Regions from separate parts of the Mus musculus genome. Here regions 1, 2, 4, 5 and 6 are each linked to region 3. Evidence: chromatin contacts called from public HiChIP or PLAC-seq data. All regions are on one chromosome and are shown on one strand. Each heading gives the region's core, a stretch centred on a gene start, on an enhancer-like site or on the middle of the called end of the contact. The rest is flanking DNA. Distances are from core to core; before and after follow the strand shown.

Region 1 (2,943 bases), core at 161-2,660, 390 kb before region 3:
AGTTGAGGCCATCCTAGGCTACATAACAGGACCTTGTCTCAAAAACAAGCAGAGAAAAAGAAAGACTCTTGATTCAAGTAAGCAAGAGGACCAGAACCCTGATCTAGACCAGGCTGTTCTCAAACTCACAGAGATCCACCTGCCTTTGCCTCCTGAGTGCTGGTACATACTACAATACCCAGCTTGGGTCTAGGACTTTTAAAAAACAGGGTTATTTTTATTTATGTGCATATCCATGCATGCCATCATATCTGCTCTACCTCACTGTGCCAGCGCATGAGACTGGCACAGGGCACCAGGTAGCAAGGAGTTACTGACAGTTCTGAATGTTTACAGGCAGATATGGATGTTGGGAATCCAACTGCAATCCATTGCAAACGCACAAGCCTGTGCCATCTCTAGTCCCACTCCCTGGTTTTTGGGTTTGTTTTTTAATCGGGGCTCCCAATATCCGGGCTGGCCTTGAACTCCATATGTCGCTAAGGGTGGCCTTGAAATTCTGATCCTTCTGCCTCCCAAGTACTGGGGTCTTATTCTGTAGCCCAGATTGCCTGGACCACCTTAAATTTGGGTCCATATCATTTCCTGACAGGATTAAGGGAGTAAGCCAGCTGCTCCGCTCCGGAGCTCCAGATATTTGAACTTTTGGCCCCCAGAACATTCTCTTTGGGTTTTCAGTCAGAGGTCTCCAAAGCCATTCGTCCTTTTTTGTTCTGACAACCCTTCGTTTAGTCAATGTAGGGTCTCCTCACACGGACTTGCTACAGTGCAGATTGAGCCAAACGAGATTGGTTCCGCTTGCTTGTGCTAACGCCTTTTTTGTAATAGTAGATGCATATGATTTTCACAAGTGGATGACAGAAATACGAGGCTTAGGTTCAGACTACAATGGAGATTGAAATGGAAGCATCCAGAGATAGGGATCTGCGGGGGCACTGAGAAAAATCTCTTGGTTTTTGCCTGCGCGCGAGCTACTACTCTCTGGGAGCGAAAGCGGGGTAGTGTCCGCTGGCTCTCCGCCGTCCTTATTCTCTAACACTCCCTTCGCTCCTTTTCTCCCAGCTAATCTAGAAACCTTTCACAGACCGCTAGCCCTCCGCGAAGACCAGGCCGTCCAGGCCAAACCCTCCTCACGCCGCCTGCGCGACTTAGCGTGACTTCCGGCTACCCAGAGGACCACGTGACCAAACGCCCTCACTGCGCATGTGCGCCGCGGAGTCGGACTGAACCATTTTGCCCGACGAAAGGGGTAGGTCTTTTGTGTTTTACAGTTTAAAACTGATTCTCGATCTCCAGTATCTAGGATCACGATTTTTTAGGAAGAAAACAAATTAGTGTGAGATGAAATAAGGTGAAATAGCGTAGCGTAAATACAGACAATCATGGAGTGGGGCTTGGGCTCTCCCCTTCGCAGATAATGGGCGGAGCCTGCGGCCCACAAGCTCTTTCCTTTCGCTGCTGCGGCCGCAGCCATGAGGTGAGCGGGCCCGGCTCTCGGTTCTTGGCCGATGAGGTCGACGGGGCCGACGGGGCCGGCAAGGCTTGGCAGGGATCGGGGCCGGGACCCCGGATGGCAGAGGGGAGAGGGGAGGCGAGCGTGGTGCGGCCGCACCCGGAGCGCGGAGAGCGCGCACGGCCTGGGCCTAGGGAGGGTGGAACGCGGGACGCCGAGGCCCGAAGATCTCCCGCGGGCGCCGCTCTCTGCCTGTCACGCGTTGTGAGGCAGGGCGCGGGGAGAGCAGCGGCGACAGGGCCCTGAGTGGCTCCTCGGCTCGCCGGAGCCCAACAGACCCCTACCATGTAACGTGGGACAAGTCTCGGGCAAGGCCAGGCCTCCGAGTGCGGAGGATGAGGTGCCGGGTCGGCTTCCGCCCGAACGGCTGGACGAGGTTTATTAACGTGAAAAAGAGCCCAGAAAGCAAAGAGCCTCGCCTGTTCTGGGTAAACAGGCTGCGTCACAGTCGAGTCTGATCAATTCGTGTCTGATCCTTAACATTAAAGTCTTCACCGAGCCAAGTACCCGGAAGAGCTTAAGCACCCCTTCCCCCCACCCCAGATCTCAAATGGCTGGCCACTTTGGCCACGTTCATTGCCCAGGTCTTTCTTGGTTTGGATTTAAGGCCTTGCTTTGGAAATAGTTATTAGAGGACAGGAAGGGGTGGCAAAAATTTTAGGTCTAGGGGGTGTGTTTGCCCTTAATAGAAATGTATGCATACTGGTGTATATTTTAGAGGGAAGATTTTGCTTGGAGTGTTTGTTGTTGTTCAGATGTCGCTTCCAGGGCTTACTAGTGCTTTCTGTGTACCCAGTATGCTCAGGCTACAGAAGAGGCTTGCCTCTAGTGTCCTCCGCTGCGGGAAAAAGAAGGTCTGGTTGGATCCCAATGAGACCAATGAAATCGCCAATGCCAACTCCCGTGAGTATGATCTGTCACCCTCACTCACTATCTACCTATAAGGAGATAAGTATGTATGTCTTATACATATATCATTGTATATAGAAATAGTTTATAGGGTGCAACCATCTCGTGTTACATTAATAATTTATGAGTAAAGTGAGTATTTTATGTCCCGTGGAAGTTTTTGATATTTAAAGACTGGAGGATGTTGGATGAGGTTTCAAGACAGAAGCAAGCCTTGTTAGTATCAGACCAAGTACTTTGTTAAACTGCATTTCAGATACACCAATATGCTATGAAATATTTACGAGGTAAATGTTCTTTTTAAAATAAGTATTCCAGGATTTCATCTCCTTTTCAGGATGTTGGGTCAAGGGTAAGAGCTTGACTTTTGTGGCTGGCACTTTACTAACGGGTGTGTTGTGCCTTCCCAGGTCAGCAGATCAGGAAGCTGATCAAGGATGGGCTGATCATCCGCAAGCCTGTGACTGTCCATTCCCGGGCTCGTTGCCGGAAAAACACCCTGGCCCGACGGAAGGGCAGGC
Region 2 (3,097 bases), core at 485-2,984, 270 kb after region 3:
CAAATTTACATTCTTTAAAAAAAAAAAAAAGCCCAATGCCTGGCAAAAACAGAAGTGGATGCTCACAGTCAGCTATTGGATGGAACACAGGGCCCCTAATGAAGGAGCTAGAGAAAGTACCCAAGGAGCGAAAGGGGTCTGCAACCCTATAGGTGGAACAACGATATGAACTAACCAGTACCCCCACCCCCCAGCTTGTGTCTCTAGTTGAATATGTAGCAGAGGATGGCCTACTTGGCCATCAATAGGAGGAGAGGCCCCTTGATATTGCAAAGATCATATGCCCCAGTACAGAGGAATGCCAGGGCCAGGAAGCTGTGGTGGGTGGGTTGGGGAGCAGGAAGGGGGAAGGATATAGGGGGCTTTGGAGATAGCATTTGAAATGTAAGTGAAGAAAATATCTAATTAAAAAAAAAAGCATTTATGCTTAGTAGTGGTGGCAAATGCTTGTAATTCCAGCATTTGGGAAGCAGAGTGAGTTCCCAGACATCCAGGGCAATACAGAAAAACCTTTAAAAAAAAAAAAAAAGCATTTATTTATGGGGGAGGGGAACTCGAGCCTCAGCATGCTTATGGAGGTCAGAGAAAAGCGTGAGACTCAGTTCTCTCCTTCTACCATGGGACCCAGGGATCAAACTCGTGTCTTCATACTTGGCAAGCACCTTTACTCACTTGAGCCATCTCACCACCCCCTCAACATTACTTTCTTTTTTTTTTCTTTTTTTGGAGACAGGGTCTTTTTGTGTAGTTCCCGCTGTCCTGGAGCTTGCTATGTAGACCAGGCTGGCCTTGAACTCAAAGATCTCCCTAGTGCTGAGATTAAAGTTGTGTACCACTGAGATTAAAATTATGTACCACACCTAGCCCTACATTACATTCTTGAGCTGGTGTTTGTTTGTTTGTTTACTTTTTCGGGAAAGGGTTTCTCCGTGTAGCCCTGGTGGTCCCGGAACTCACTCTGTAAACCATGCTGAGCCTCGAACTCACAGAAACCCACCCGTCTCTGCTTCCTGAGTGCTGGGATAAAAGGCATGCACCACCACGCTGGGCATGTTGGGTTTTTCAACAATCTTATATATACTGGCCCTGAGCAGTATACAACGTGGACTCCTATTATTAAATTTGACTAATTCTACACAAATACACACGACCCCCACATTCCCAGGCTGCAGAGAAGGTATGCCTTATACTCAGCATTATACAAAAATTTGACAAGGAAGTTCGGATGCCCTGGGGGTTGAGCTCAGTTTATCGAAAGCCAAACAGCCTAGCTACACGTCCACAAGCTCCTTTTCTTTCTGGTGCTGGAAGCATCTGGCGGGCGTTGAGAGCACGAGCCTGGCGGATTTCATTGGGGACCTGACCCGCGCAAACTGGGAGAGCTTGACCGGGGCGGGGGTTAGGGGGGTGGAGAGGAATCTGCCCGGCAACTCATGATGTCATCCCCATCTGAGCTCCGATAGGTCCTACCCACTTACATGTTAGAGTCTGTTGTAGCCCAGCTTGGAGTCTAAAGTGACCTCTCGCGGACATCCAAAGATGTACACTAGAGAGGAAGATAAAATCACCACTCTCAGGTCCCACAAATTCCTGCAGACTCCTCCCAGTTCCTAGAAGGTCCGCCTTCATCGTTTCTTGAAGACTCCTCCCACTTCCTAGAAGATCCGCCTTCATCGTGCACCTCGGCTGTTGATTTATTTTCCCTCCCTGGACTCGGCCATCTGCTCGCCATGCCTGGCATTTCCCAGAAGCCCCAGCGCCGGGAAGGAGTTTGCAGCTGCTCGGTCATCGTGCGGCCCGACGCGAGCCCGCGCTGGTGTGCAGGCCCGGCTCTGTGCCTGGTCTCTGGTGTGAGGGTTTACGCGAGGCCCCTGCTTCGGTCCCCGGACTAGGCCTCGACCCCGGGCGCCATGAAGCAGGAGGGCTCGGCGCGGCGCCGAGGCGCCGACAAGGCAAAGCCGCCGCCGGGAGGGGAACAAGAACCGCCGCCACCGGCCCCCCAGGATGTGGAGATGAAAGAGGAGGCAGCAGCTGGGAGCGGCTCCACGGGGGAGGGAGACGGCAAGGCAGCTGCGACCGAGCACTCCCAGAGAGAGCTGGACACTGTCACCTTAGAAGGTACGGGAGCCCACGTCGGGGTCGTGCCGCGATCACCGGTGACAGCGGCCAGGGTGATGCGACTTCTTGCTGGGACCTCTGCGTAGCCTCCACCTACCTTGGTTCCTTCGGTCAATGGAGCTGGGGTCAGAAGTGCCCGCCCAACCACCCTGACTCCCTCGACCCCAGCCGATGACCGAACCTGTTCTCCAGTCTGCGGACTGCTCTCCTCCTCTGGGGTTGCATCTTAGTCTCACCGAGCCTTTTCTTCAGTCCTTCCCAGTGATCTACTCCATCCGACCGATTCTAGCGCCTGTTATTGCTATGTAGAAAGTAGCATTTGTATTTGTGTCTAGAGAAACCAGGGTAACAGATTACACTAGCCTCTTAGTTTAAGAGTTTATAAAAATGGGTTCTGTAGCTCTAGGCTCCTTTAGCAAACTCCCTCGGAGAGCCATTTCTACCTTCTGCCTTCCTTCTGTAGTTGAAGCATCTAAACTAAAAGTCCCGGTGCACTTTTCCACTCTCTTAAGGACCTTACCCCTCCTTTCCTAAAGAGTTCAAGCACACGCACGCTTTTACTTCTGAATCAGACCCCCTCCCCCCCCACCCCTGCCTTCTTTCTCTTTTAGTTTATAATGCCTACCTGTGGCCCCGACTCCTATAAGCCAACACCAGAGACCCGTTCTCAGGCTCCTATTGTCCCCTTGTCCCGCTTAAGTTGCTCTTTTACTTTTTCCACTTAGTATATCTTGTCCATGTGCGCGCGATGAGACTTTTCCGGGTGATCTGTAGTTTTTTCTCTCTGTGTGTGTGTGTGTGTGTGTGTGTGTGTGTGTGTGTCTCAACTGCACGAGAAACTACTTTAAAACATGGTGATAGGCCAAGTCATGCCCTGAGTTGTACTTTTGAGTGTAAGTATGTATAGACTGCATCAACTCCCATTCTAAACTTGGTAACAAGATCTGTATACAGTAAAGGTCTTCTTTCCTGAAATAAA
Region 3 (3,106 bases), core at 388-2,887:
TATATATATATGTCACCACATGTGATTCTTATTACATATGATGCACATACATTTTTTTCTCTCTATTCAAATTCCTTCCTGTCCCCTCTTCCCTGCCCCAATGCTAGGCAAATACATTATCACCAAAACACAGGCTCAGCCCTCTTGTTCTACTTCTGGGTGTGGTGGTGTGATTTATAATGTTGTATTCTTTCTCTTTGAGTACCTCAAATTGATCCCCACAAACACCCCATCTGCCCCAGAATGGCTAAATCTGGGATCATTTACTGAGCAGTTATTATGTGTCAAGCACTACACTGCTGAGTGCTTCTAGAGTGTCTTCTCCTTTAGCCCCTAGCACACACAGTCTTACAGATTTGTAAAACAAGACCCAGAGATCGTCAGTCACTTGCCTAAGGTCTCACTGCCAGAATGTGATAGAGGGAAGATACGAACTCAGGTCTTCTAGATACCAGAGTCCCATGTTCTTTGGCCCCTAGCGTGGAAGTGTCTGCCTGAAACTGAGTTTCAGTTCAATGAAAGTAGATTAAGAGAGGGCCACCCTTCATTTCTCTCCCCCAAAGATGCCTCTGATTGCATCTTGACCAGCACAGGTGTGTTCTTTACTGGAACATTCCAAGTACCATCATCAGATGTAGCAGATAAAGAAGAAGGACGTAATGAAGTTCAATTTGAATTTCAGATAAACGACGGGCAATTCATCCTGGTAAACATGTCTCTTGCAATGTGTTCTTGGAGTTTCCAACCAAAGGCATACCTTTGTTTCCTTTCTCACCTGTTACCAGGCTTCAGGAGTGATATCTAGGTACTTCAGGGGTAAACTGGCAGGCGAAAAGGACAGGGAGAGAGAGGACGATGAATGAAACTGAGAACTGGGTAAAGTCAGAACGAAGTGGGCATGGGGTTGGAGAGATGGCTAAGCAGTTGAGAGCCTGTGCTGCTCTTGCAGAGGACCCAAGTTCTGTTTCCAGCACCAAAGTGGGTGGGCGGCACCCTGTAACTCCAGCTCTGGGGGATTCCCACTTCCTCTTCTGACCTCTGTGGGCAACAGCACTTATGTGACACCCCCCAAAACCCATATATGACCACACATAATTTGAAATAAAAATAAGTCTTAAAAAGAGAAAGAAACAGGAGAAGCTGTTCTTCCAAGGATGAACAGAGGGCTCCCGATGTGACTCGCTTCTCCTAGTTCTGTGGGTTCCTTTAAGATCAGGCAGGAGATACCCAAAAGGACAGAATTGATATCCCAGAGAGTCTTGGAAGTCACCAGTTAGACATAACACATTCCCTTCCCAGGCTGATTTTACCTGAGGATGTGGCGACAAACCATTTATCTGGTATTAAGAGTGTGATGCAAACGTTCCAAGAGTATCCAAGATAAAACCCACCCAAGACTGCAAAGAGGGGTAAAGAGATGCCCTGCTTTTAGGAAGTGGGTGAGAACTGCAAGCAAGCAAGCGAGGCGTCAGGGCACAGGGCGCGACGCACCCAGGCCTGCGCCGGGAGGGAGAAAGTGAAGCTGGGAGCAGCCACTCCCAGTCTTGCTGGAATGCAGTTGGAGGGGTGGGGGGGCGAGCCGGGAGCGCGCGGCTCCCAATCACCGGCGGCGGAGGAGGCGGAGGAGGAGGGCTGCTCGAGGAAGTGCGGCGTGAAGTTGTGGAGCTGAGATTGCCCGCCGCTGGGGACCCGGAGCCCAGGAGCGCCCCTTCCCAGGCGGCCCCTTCCGGCGCCGCGCCTGTGCCTGCCCTCGCCGCGCCCCGCGCCCGCAGCCTGGTCCAGCCTGAGCCATGGGGCCGGAGCCGCAGTGATCATCATGGAGCTGGCGGCCTGGTGCCGTTGGGGGTTCCTCCTCGCCCTCCTGTCCCCCGGAGCCGCGGGTACCCAAGGTGGGTCTTGGCTTGGGGAGGGCTCGGGCCGCTACGGCTGCGCCCACGGGCGGCCGGAGCCGCGGGGCCCCGAGAGCTCCACGGCCGGGCGGTCCGGGACGTTGGGACGATTCCGGCTACCGGCGCCGCGGCCCGGAGGAGATCGGAGCAGTTGGGGATGGGACAGTCACTCGGAGAACCACACTGGAGGTCCGGACCGGCCCCTTCTCGCTACACCGGAGCCTCCCGGGCTCCAGGAGACTCCGGGAACTCCTTGGGAAAGTTCTCTGAAACTAGTCGGAAAGTTTTCCTCCGGAGGGTGTGTGAAGCGCTGTGCGTGCGTGCGCCTGCTTCCCCCCTTTCGAGCCCCCCTCACGCTTTCTCAGAGCTCTTCCAGTTGGCAGCCTCCGCCTCCGGACCGGACTGGGCAGGATGCCTTCGGGGTCCCCTCTGCCCCTCCCCTCCCCCTTCCCACCCCCTCTGGCCCTTTGGGTTTAGTAAGTTACTCCAGCTTCCAGTGGGGTCGCCGTGGAGGGGGCGGTGGGGAAAGTAACCCATCCTGTCGAGCAGGGAGGACCGAGTGGCGGCTCCGCAGTTGAGTTGCCTATCGATAGTGTCTGGGATATGGGGGAGCAGGAGGAGGGGCAGGCATTTGTTTGCAACAGTTCTCTCTCATTCTCTCTCTCTCTCTCTCTCTCTCTCTCTCTCTCTCTCTCTCTCTCTCTCTCTCTCTCTCTCTTCTGTGCTGGGGATGGAACACCCCTACCCTCCATCCCAGTCTCGCCCGTGTTAGGCAAGCCCTCTATCACAGTGCTGCACACTCCACAGCCCTGTTTTGAACAAATTTCCTTAGAGCCAGCTTAAGTACTGTGTGCTTTGGGATTCCGGGAAGGCTCGGATCTTGAAGGGTGGTCTTGTGTTTTCCCGGCTTCCATACAATAAACTGGAAAGGGTTCCTGGGCATTTGGGGGCGGGGGGAGGGCACCGAAAAGGAGTAAGGTCAGCTAGGGGTAGACAGAGAGCTGGGTTGTTTTCTTGCCTTTATCTTCGTGTTGGGGGCTGGGAGGGTGACCCAGCAGTGTGTATACTGACCCATATGTCCAGTTCTACCATGAGCGTAAAAGCTGACAGTCACCCCGTGTGGGTCAGCTCTGCCAGGCTCCGTGGGTGGTGGCTTGCATGCATTCCTTCTACAGTACTAAGAACAACTCCACAGTGGAAACATTAGTAGCCTTCTC
Region 4 (2,760 bases), core at 78-2,577, 380 kb after region 3:
TTAAAGGTGTAGACCACTATACCTATCTCCTATAAAAAAATTTTAGAAGTGCACTTCAGACAGATAAGCAACCAATTAATTTACAACTATGTACATGTTTTTTCCATAGGGAACTATGAGGACTTAGTGGCTAAAGTTGCTTGGAAAATTAAGGCACACAGACACTATGAACCTGGAGAATTGGGAAGTGCTCCAATAGAAGGCCCTAAAGAACACTTAGTCCTAACACCGGCATACATCTCTCCATAGATTTCTTGAATCTTTTTCCAGAAGATGCTAGGAGTAGCTACAGCTTAAGAAGGCTGGAGACATGGCTGCTTGGGAAACAACTGTCGGTAGTTGGCAGTACTTCACCCCAAGGTTGTGCTTACAACTCCCTGGGCAGCAGACATCATGGATTTTGCTGCTTCTGGGAACCAGAGGTCCCTCCATTTCTGTGCTGGATCCCTTAGAGACAAAGAACTTCACTTCTTTCCCCAACCCATGTGGGACCGCCAGGGAGCCTAGAGGGTGGAAGCTTGACTTCTACTCCATGAAACAGCCGCAGGCTCCAAGGGAGCCTGGGTCGGGGCCGGTCCCGAAGGCGCGCGGGGCTCCGGTGTGGGCCAGGCGCGTAGCCAGGTCGCCAGGGAAGGGCTATCCGACGAAGGCCGGCTCAGCAGAGCGGTCGGTAGGCGTCCGCGAGGGGCGGGAGCATCTACCTCCTTCCTTCCTCCCCAACCCCATTCTCTCGCACTTGGTTTTGCCGGGGATCCTCCGCATTCCCCAACCACCAGCGGCCGCCCTCGCCCTTCTTCCCTCCCCAGCCCGCCCCTGCCTCGGCAGCCCACCTTCGCCCGCTCCTGCGTCCTCGCCCTCGTCCCCGACCTCCCCTCGTGGGCCCCCGCGCCTCGGTCCCCTCCCCCTCGCGGCGGCAGCGGTAGCCGCGGCCCCTTTCACAATAGCGCTACCCGCCTCCCTCCTCTCCGCTCCCGGTTCGCTCCCGCCCGCTGCCCTCTCGGCGCATGCGCGCTCCGGTCGGCGGTGGCGGCGGCTGCGGCGGCTCCGTTTTTTTTAAAGGGAAACGCCGAGGAGTCGGGGGTGACTGTGGGGGAGGGGGACCCGGCGGCGCGGAGAACCCCCGGGGGAGGCGGCAGACCCCCCCTCCCGGAGTAGGAGGGCTCTGGGCGGACCCGTCCCTCCCACCCCCTCCCGAGGAGGAGCAAGGGGGGGGAAATGGAGGCTCGGGGCGGCTGAGGCGAGCTCCGGGGCGGGGGGCCGGGGCGGGGAAGGGGGGGTGCGGGGTGGGGAGACGAGGCGGGCCCGGCCGGGCAGGGGGGGCCGAAGCGAGCTCCGGGGATGAGCTCGGGGGCGGCTGGGTGCGAGCTCCTGCCTCTGCGGCGAAGGCGACGGTGGCGGCAGCAGAGGCGGCGGCGAGGCCACCATGGGTCGGCGGCGGGCCTCAGCTGCGGCCTCCACTTCTCCGCTCGCCGGCGGGATGGCGCCCGGGCCTCGGAGAAGCCGCGTTAGCGGAGGCCTGCGGCTGCTCTGCTGAGCCGAGCCCGCCAAACTCCCCTCCCCCTCCTCCGTCCTCGACCCCCCGCACCTCGCCCCTTCCCCACCCCCTCCTCCGTCTCGGTCCCCCGCGCTGCTCCGGACCACTATGACCATGAGATCCGCAGTGTTCAAGGCGGCCGCGGCCCCTGCCGGCGGCAACCCCGAGCAGCGACTGGACTACGAGCGGGCTGCGGCGCTGGGCGGGCCCGAGGACGAGTCCGGGGCGGCCGAAGCCCATTTCCTCCCCCGGCATCGTAAGCTCAAGGAGCCGGGGCCCCCGCTGGCCTCTTCCCAGGGCGGGAGCCCCTCGCCCTCTCCAGCCGGCTGCGGCGGCGGCAAGGGCCGGGGCTTGTTACTCCCAGCCGGGGCGGCCCCCGGGCAGCAGGAAGAGAGCTGGGGCGGTTCGGTGCCCTTGCCCTGTCCGCCCCCAGCTACTAAACAAGCCGGCATCGGCGGGGAGCCAGTCGCAGCCGGCGCTGGCTGCAGCCCCCGGCCCAAGTATCAGGCGGTGCTGCCCATTCAGACGGGCTCTATCGTGGTGGCGGCGGCCAAAGAGCCTACGCCCTGGGCTGGGGACAAGGGTGGGGCGGCTCCCCCAGCTGCCACCGCCTCGGACCCGGCGGGACCCCCACCACTACCTCTGCCCGGGCCACCACCCCTCGCGCCCACCGCCACTGCTGGGACCCTGGCGGCCAGTGAGGGCAGATGGAAGAGTATAAGGAAGAGCCCTCTCGGGGGTGGCGGCGGCTCGGGAGCCTCCAGTCAGGCCGCCTGCCTCAAACAGATCCTTCTGCTGCAATTGGACCTCATCGAACAGCAGCAGCAGCAGTTGCAGGCCAAGGAGAAGGAGATAGAGGAGCTGAAGTCCGAGAGAGATACGGTACGGGAGGGGTTAATCTGCATTAGGGATGGAGAGCGAGCTCTGCGCATGCTCGGGGGAAGGGGGCTGTAGGAGGCAGAGGTCCCCGCTCGGTTAGGGTTAGAGGAAGTTGGCCACCAGCTAAAGAGTGCCTTAGATGTTGGGTCGTTAGGAGCCTGGCATCACTGACACGTTGGGTCGGAAGGAAGGGTTAAAGGGCAACCTGTGTGTGTGTGGTGGGGGGTGTTATGGGAGGCTTCGGTTGCCAAAGGGTTAATTTAAAACGACAGCCCCACACTTGTGGGAAAGACGTTTAGAGTGGGAAAGACCTGATTTACGAGGGGTTAAAAATGATAGGGTGGGGT
Region 5 (2,990 bases), core at 195-2,694, 330 kb after region 3:
GGCTTCCACTTCGTTCCTCCCTCATCCAGCTTCCTGTCCCTTCCCTATCGGGAGCCCCACGAGAGGCATTCTCCCTTCTCCTCATCCCTTGTAAACCCTTAAAACCCCTTGTAAGAGAAGTGAGTCCATTGGCTCAGGATGTAGGTGGCTGGAACTAAGATGTGCAAGGGCAGCCCAACTTGGAGAGACTGTTGGTCAGCAACCCACTCAGCAAACGATTCTATCCAGTATGAACTGAACGGTTAGAAGAGCAGCTCCCCAGACACACTCTCTGGCTCCTCCCCAAGAGCAGGCTGTGGAGGCAGGGCTCCGCCCTGGGAGCCGTGGGAAGGCTATGGCCCCCGCTGGTAAAACTGGGCTAATGATAGCGGGGGAACCGGCGGGGCCAGAGGGGGGTGCTAGGGTAATTAGACCTCTGCCTGGCGGTAGTAGATCCCAAGATGAAAGGGGCTCTGGCGTCACTGGCAGGGTTTTATGTCCACGAATGCAGGTGTGTGTGTGTATGTGTGTGTGTGTGTGTGTGTTGTGTGTTTTGTGTGTGTGGTTGGCGCACGTGCGCGCGCGTGCGCGCGCAAGGGTCCGGAACTGGCATGGAGACCTCTCCTTTGAGAAAAGGAGTCCACCTATTTGCAGCCACTCTGTTGCTTAGATTGGCCCTTGAACCATTTGGATTTTGATGGTATACACAGGAGAGGAAATATCACCTCTGAGAAGCTGGGAGATAAGGGGCTGTAGCGAGTCTTGTCCACCCCCATTCCCCAAGCTTAGTATAGGAGTATATTGTTGGGGAATGGCTGGTGGGCAGTGACTAGAAAGAGCTTCCATGGAGAACAGAGACGTTTGCAAGAGGAGACAGTGGATTCAGCATTAATGTTAGAAACGAGAGAGGAGGCACAATGTGGAACGAGCCTCCAAAACGGCTAGAAATAGGATGGTTGAAGTTAGGAGGATTTCAGAAGTAACCTGTCCAACCTTTGGATTTTGTGCTCTTACCCTGGATGCTGTAATGTGTTCAAGGTCACACAGGGAGTTGTTCGCAAAGAAGGGACCCGAACTCTGAAACTACCCTTAGCGTTTGGTATCTGGACTTCCTCCCGGATTTATAAGGTGCAGTGATCTCCTCGGTCCTTCTCCCCCTACCCCAGGGTGCAAACCAGAACCCCCCTCCCCCAATTCTCCTCGCAAATGAAAGCTATTTTATTTGAAAATGACATCTTTCTCAAAACGTGTCACCGACCGTCGCTCCTGGATGGAGCCGTAGGGGGGGCGGGGGTGAGGTGGGCGAGTCTGAGCCTGGTAGGGGCCAAGGCGGTAGAGGGGCTGCGGGGCGGCCGGCCAGGAGCTGGGGAGCGGCGGGGGGCGAGGGGCGGGGACCGGCGACTGCGAGGCGGCCTGCAGGGAGCAGCCGCGAGCCGGCCGGGCGCGCGGAGCTGGAGCCCCAGCCGGAGCGGGGCGGGGGAGGGAGGAGCCAGAGCGGCCGCCGCCTCTGCCGGAGGAGCCGCGGGGCCGCCACACTCGCCCCCCGCCCCCCCGCGCTCACTCGCACTCACACCCCGGCGCTGGAGGCGGGCGGCCCGGGCCCCACCGGCCCCCCATGGACGCCCCCGGCACGGGGCGCTGAGACCCCCGCGTCGTTGCTCAGCTCGGACCAGCGCGCCAAGCCGAGGTAAGGAGGAGGGAGCAAGGGGGCATTAATATGCAAATGCATCGCGATTGATTATGCAAAGCCGCGGGTCTCTGGCCAGCTTGGAGGCGGGCTGGGGGCGCCCAGGGGGTTCCCGCCGCCGACCTCAGTCTTTTCCGGCGCCCGGGTGACCCTGTCACAGCCCGAGAGCTAGCCACTTACGCCCTGGGGAAAGAAGGTGCTGTTAAGTGGTCGGTGGGCCCCGGGGTTCGCCCAGGGAGATGGCGTCTGGGCCTCCCCTTCGAGGGCCCGCCCCGGCCTCTGTCCGGCCGGTCTGCTGCGCATTCCCGGGTTGGGCCCCGCTGCCTGCCGAGGCTCCCCCGCCCGCCCCGCCGCGGTTTGTTTACGGTGTGCCAGAAGCTTGTCGTGTCCCCCCACCCCCCCAGCCAAAGAGACCGAATGGCCTTTGCAAAGCTGTCTCTAGCTAGGAAGGGCAATGTGGGTGCGGCAGGGTGGAGGGGCTTGCATGGGCTGGAGGAGAGAGAAGCCCCCCTCCCCTCCCCACCTCTCCAGTTGAGCATGGCTTTCTGGTTGCAACACTCCTAATTGCAAAAACGCGGCGGGTGGGGTGGGGTGGGGGGAGTGTGAGCTTGTAGTAGTGGGGGTGTACTTGATGGTCCCTAGATGATTAGGAGAATTGTTGGCCTGTGGTTGGGGAAGAGAGGAAGAAATGGACCCGTGTTCTGTGTGTGTGTGTGTGTGTGTGTGTGTGTGTGTGTGTGTGTCCGCGCGCGCGCGCGTGCATGCTCCCCGTTTCCCTCCCTTGCAACGTGTCTCTGGTGCCCCTTTTCTATCTTGGGCCCTCCCTTGTCCAGTGTGAAAAGAAGGCCTGGGAAGATGTCAGAGGCAATGAAGAGAGCCACCCATTTTAGGGACTGGAGGGGGGAGCACACAGAAGGAAAGCCAGGGAGACGGGAGGCCTGCCCCTGAATGCTGGCTCTGGACCCAGGAGGGGGAGGGGATGAAGGGGGCCATTGTCCAAGATGAAGGGGGAGGCAAAGGTGACATGCAGACAACAGATATGCCTACACAGACAGCTACATGCTCACTCGGGGACATCCAGGCAGATTCAAGGACAGGAGCTGCTGGACACACCCACATGGGGACAAGGGAAGAGGCAGGCCTCCACTGCAGAGTGGAGCTCAAAGGGTGGGACACACCCACGGGAGACCAAGAGCAGGGCGGAGAGACGGCCTATGCACATACCCACGCATAGGATCACAGGGAGATGCTGTCACACAGGGGTAAGAAGGAGTCATTGTCACCCACACCGAGAAAGTCACTATCGAATGCATGCATGCACACA
Region 6 (2,977 bases), core at 96-2,595, 420 kb after region 3:
CACTCCCCAATTTTTCACCCTTCCTAACCGACAATCCCAAATCCTGCCCAGAGAAGAGGTTACCAAGGCAACCGGCTTAATCTGGTAACTGTGGCATGTGCAGAAGAGAAGCCCTCCCCTCTTCTTGGTTCCTAAAAGGTTACCTGGGGAGCTCTAAGCCACTCTGGCCAGTTCCTACTTCCAACCTTAAGAGAGGCCGAGTGTCCAATTAAGGCTGTCCAGGAAACCAATGCTCAGATCCAGCTTCATAGCAAAATCGGAGCTTTTTTTTTTCTTTTTCTTTTTCTTTTTCTTTTTTTTTTTTTTTTTGTTCCCTCTCCAAATCCCCAGATGGGTGTGCAGAGCTTTATTTCTGTGAACACATGCTCTAGCACACATGGAACTGAGTTTGCACCGACAGCAACACAAGTGTAGTACACACCCTGTCAGTTTCACCACTCCCAGCTCTTAGCATTCCTGTCCATCCATGCCTTGCTGAGGCACAGTAAACAGGGGTGGGACTTTGCCCAAGGAACACCAGCCCACCAGGAACCCGGTGCCACTCCTTCACCATGTATACCAAGCCTGGATGTGTTCACACTGTCTCTACAGCCCCATCCTAGTGGAGTGTACCCTGGGAGACAGAATGCTCTGGCGTAGCCACCAGGAGTAAGGGCAATATTTCTCCCATTCTATGGCTATATACACTAATGTGCTAGGTGATGGATGATAGTTGGCAGTTTGGGGACTTACACATCTCTTCAGTCTTGCTTCCCTTCGCTACCACCTGGGCTAAGATGCCCTTGTGCTTTTGGTCGTCTCTTTCAGTCTACTATCTCTTTTCACCCCAATTAGACCTGCCACAACCTGCTGGCCTCTGCCTGGCTCTTTCCTACTTGCCAGTACTTGCCTTACAGGGCGGCCCTGCACCACCCCCTAAACCCTATCAGAAAGGAATATGGGTACCGCCCCCAGTGCCAATACCAGTTTACCCAAGACGCCGTCCCAGCCCTTCTCAACAGGTGGAAGATAATGACCAAATAAAATTGTGGGAAAGATGCAAAGAGTTCAGCAGTCTTTATAAGCCTCACCTGTGCACAGGTAGGCGTGCCAAGGTCAAACATATGCCCTGGTTATTTGAAATGCTCAAAAGAGACCCGGTAATCAAGAGCCAGGAGTCCTCTGCTTTGGTAGATCTCTCCCTCGCCTTTGCCCTTCTGCGACTGTCAGAAACCCAAGTCCTAATTTTCCTCGCGGTCAGCGCCAGAGCCCAAGTTCAAGCCTCGCGCGGCCGGGCGGGGGCGGGCCTAAGCAGGGTAGGGGCGGGGACTGGAGGAGGGGGCGCGGTCTCAATTCTGCCACCTTCCCCGGGGCCAGGAGCGCAGCCGCCGCCGCGTCCTCAGCCTTGCGCTCCGCCCGCTGCCTCTGTCGCCTCAGCCCGGCCCCGGAGCGCTGAGACGGGGACACCAGCCCCTCAGCCTGCCAACCCTTCGGCCGCAGCCGGCATGGGGGGCCGCTGAGAGCGAGCTCCTCTTCCCTCTGGCACCTCCCCCGGCCACTGGCCACTGGACTCTGGCCAGCGAGGCTCGGCCACCTCTCGCTCGCAGTCCGACGCCTGGCACGGCCCTCGGCTCTGCTCCCCCGGCTCTGAGCATCGTGTCCCCGCCTCCCCCCGCCCGCGCCTGGGACACCTGGGTCCCCCGGCGGCCCCTAAGAGAGGGGCGGGGGGGGGGGCATGAAGCCACTGGAGAAATTTTTGAAGAAGCAGACGTCTCAGCTGGCGGGGCGAGCGGTGACTGGAGGTCCCGGCGGGGGTCCGGGTTGCTGCGGAGGGCCTGGAGGGGGTGGGGGCCCTGGTGGGGGCGGCGGTCCGGCCGGGGGACTGCGGCCACTGCAGCGGCGTCAGAGCGTGTCTCGCCTGCTGCTCCCAGCTTTCCTCCGAGAGCCCCCAACCGAGCCCGGGCTGGAGCCGCCCGTTGAGGAGGAAGGGGGAGAGCCATTAGGGGTCTCTGAGGAGCCGGGCAGTGGGGGGCCCTGTTGGCTGCAGCTAGAGGAGGTTCCCGGGCCTGGGCCGATAGGATCTGGGGTGCCCCTGCGCTCTCCTTCCTCGTACTCCTCAGATGAGCTATCCCCCGGCGAACCCCTGGCTTCACCACCCTGGGCCCCCCTGGGCGCCCCCGAGCGGCCAGAGCATCTTCTGAACCGGGTTCTGGAGCGCCTGGCTGGAGGGACCACCAGGGACAGCAGCGCCTCAGGTAAGCCTGCTCATCCATCCCAGAGCAAGAGAGCACGGGGTTGGGGGTGGGAGGTGAGGGATTGGCCCGGGGGATGCTCCCTGATTGTTTTTTCTTGTCCTCAGTGTTGGTGTAGAGGATGAGGGGAAGCCCGAAGTAATGTAGGGGAAGGGGCATGGTAATGCGCACCCACCTTCCTCCCCACATTAGCTTCATTCTAGGGGAAGAAGGGAAACCATCTCTCTCCTTCAACTACCCTCCCTCTCTCTCGGCTATTTAAGCCAGTCTCCCACGAGCCCTTGATACTGCCTACCTCCTCCCACGCCCCTAAATTAGGGCCTGACACCCTAAGGTGGACGCTTTCCCGCTGAGGTTGTACGCTGCCCTCCAGACCATAGCTGAGGCCTGAAAACCGCTGACAGGAGTCCCTGGCTGTGTAGGAGCGCCTCACTTGGTGGGGCCATGTGGATAGTCACAGAACTCGGCTGCTTTTATTGGGGATGAATTCGAAGGTCTCTAAGGGAAGATACCAGGAGACTGCAGCATCCAGAAGGCTTTGGGCCTCCGTAGCACCCACCCTTCCCATGCCATGCCTCAGCAGAGGGCCTTTTTTAAAAAAATAATAACCACACCCTGAGAAGCCTGAGATGATGCCATTTCACCCACTATGAGAATGCCAGCACCCTATTAAAGGGCTTCTGAGGAACGTAGGCCCCCACATCGCTAGTTGGAATAGATGTAGAGATATCAGGGTCTTTAGATCT

What was found. HiChIP or PLAC-seq counts read pairs in DNA pulled down with a chosen protein or histone mark.
Region 1: an HNF4G HiChIP or PLAC-seq map of pancreatic cancer cells shows a contact between it and region 3. The contact joins the promoter of Rpl19 here to the promoter of Erbb2 in region 3. A contact is called at or near these places in 2 of 115 datasets of contacts at active chromatin or transcription factors (memory CD8 T cells and pancreatic cancer cells).
Region 2: a FOXA1 HiChIP or PLAC-seq map of pancreatic cancer cells shows a contact between it and region 3. The contact joins the promoter of Psmd3 here to the promoter of Erbb2 in region 3. A contact is called at or near these places in 1 of 39 promoter capture datasets (neural stem cells), 4 of 115 datasets of contacts at active chromatin or transcription factors (the NIH/3T3 cell line, large pre-B cells, memory CD8 T cells and 1 more) and 1 of 9 other capture datasets (adipose tissue).
Region 4: a contact with region 3 is called in an H3K27ac HiChIP or PLAC-seq map of extraembryonic endoderm stem cells, with 3 times the contacts expected there. The contact joins the promoter of Msl1 here to the promoter of Erbb2 in region 3. A contact is called at or near these places in 1 of 15 datasets of contacts at CTCF or cohesin (the NIH/3T3 cell line), 1 of 484 Hi-C or Micro-C datasets (embryonic stem cells) and 4 of 115 datasets of contacts at active chromatin or transcription factors (epiblast stem cells, extraembryonic endoderm stem cells, pancreatic cancer cells and 1 more).
Region 5: a contact with region 3 is called in a FOXA1 HiChIP or PLAC-seq map of pancreatic cancer cells. The contact joins the promoter of Thra here to the promoter of Erbb2 in region 3. A contact is called at or near these places in 3 of 115 datasets of contacts at active chromatin or transcription factors (extraembryonic endoderm stem cells, microglia and pancreatic cancer cells).
Region 6: a contact with region 3 is called in an HNF4G HiChIP or PLAC-seq map of pancreatic cancer cells. The contact joins the promoter of Rapgefl1 here to the promoter of Erbb2 in region 3. A contact is called at or near these places in 1 of 39 promoter capture datasets (liver) and 1 of 115 datasets of contacts at active chromatin or transcription factors (pancreatic cancer cells).

The regions. Positions count from the first base shown.
Region 1 is chr11:98,025,514-98,028,456 of GRCm38.p6, forward strand. Rpl19 (ribosomal protein L19) reads left to right here and starts at 1,411. Exons shown (of 6, transcript NM_009078.2): 1 at 1,411-1,477; 2 at 2,310-2,416; 3 at 2,833-2,943. The coding sequence starts at 1,473.
Region 2 is chr11:98,680,820-98,683,916 of GRCm38.p6, forward strand. Psmd3 (proteasome (prosome, macropain) 26S subunit, non-ATPase, 3) reads left to right here and starts at 1,735. Exons shown (of 12, transcript NM_009439.1): 1 at 1,735-2,118. The coding sequence starts at 1,911.
Region 3 is chr11:98,410,847-98,413,952 of GRCm38.p6, forward strand. It overlaps Erbb2 (erb-b2 receptor tyrosine kinase 2), which reads left to right and starts at 1,638. Exons shown (of 27, transcript NM_001003817.1): 1 at 1,638-1,889. The coding sequence starts at 1,817.
Region 4 is chr11:98,794,189-98,796,948 of GRCm38.p6, forward strand. Msl1 (male specific lethal 1) reads left to right here and starts at 1,328. Exons shown (of 9, transcript NM_028722.3): 1 at 1,328-2,416. The coding sequence starts at 1,643.
Region 5 is chr11:98,740,341-98,743,330 of GRCm38.p6, forward strand. It overlaps Thra (thyroid hormone receptor alpha), which reads left to right and starts at 1,445. Exons shown (of 10, transcript NM_001313983.1): 1 at 1,445-1,666.
Region 6 is chr11:98,835,440-98,838,416 of GRCm38.p6, forward strand. It overlaps Rapgefl1 (Rap guanine nucleotide exchange factor (GEF)-like 1), which reads left to right and starts at 1,346. Exons shown (of 15, transcript NM_001080925.1): 1 at 1,346-2,234. The coding sequence starts at 1,715.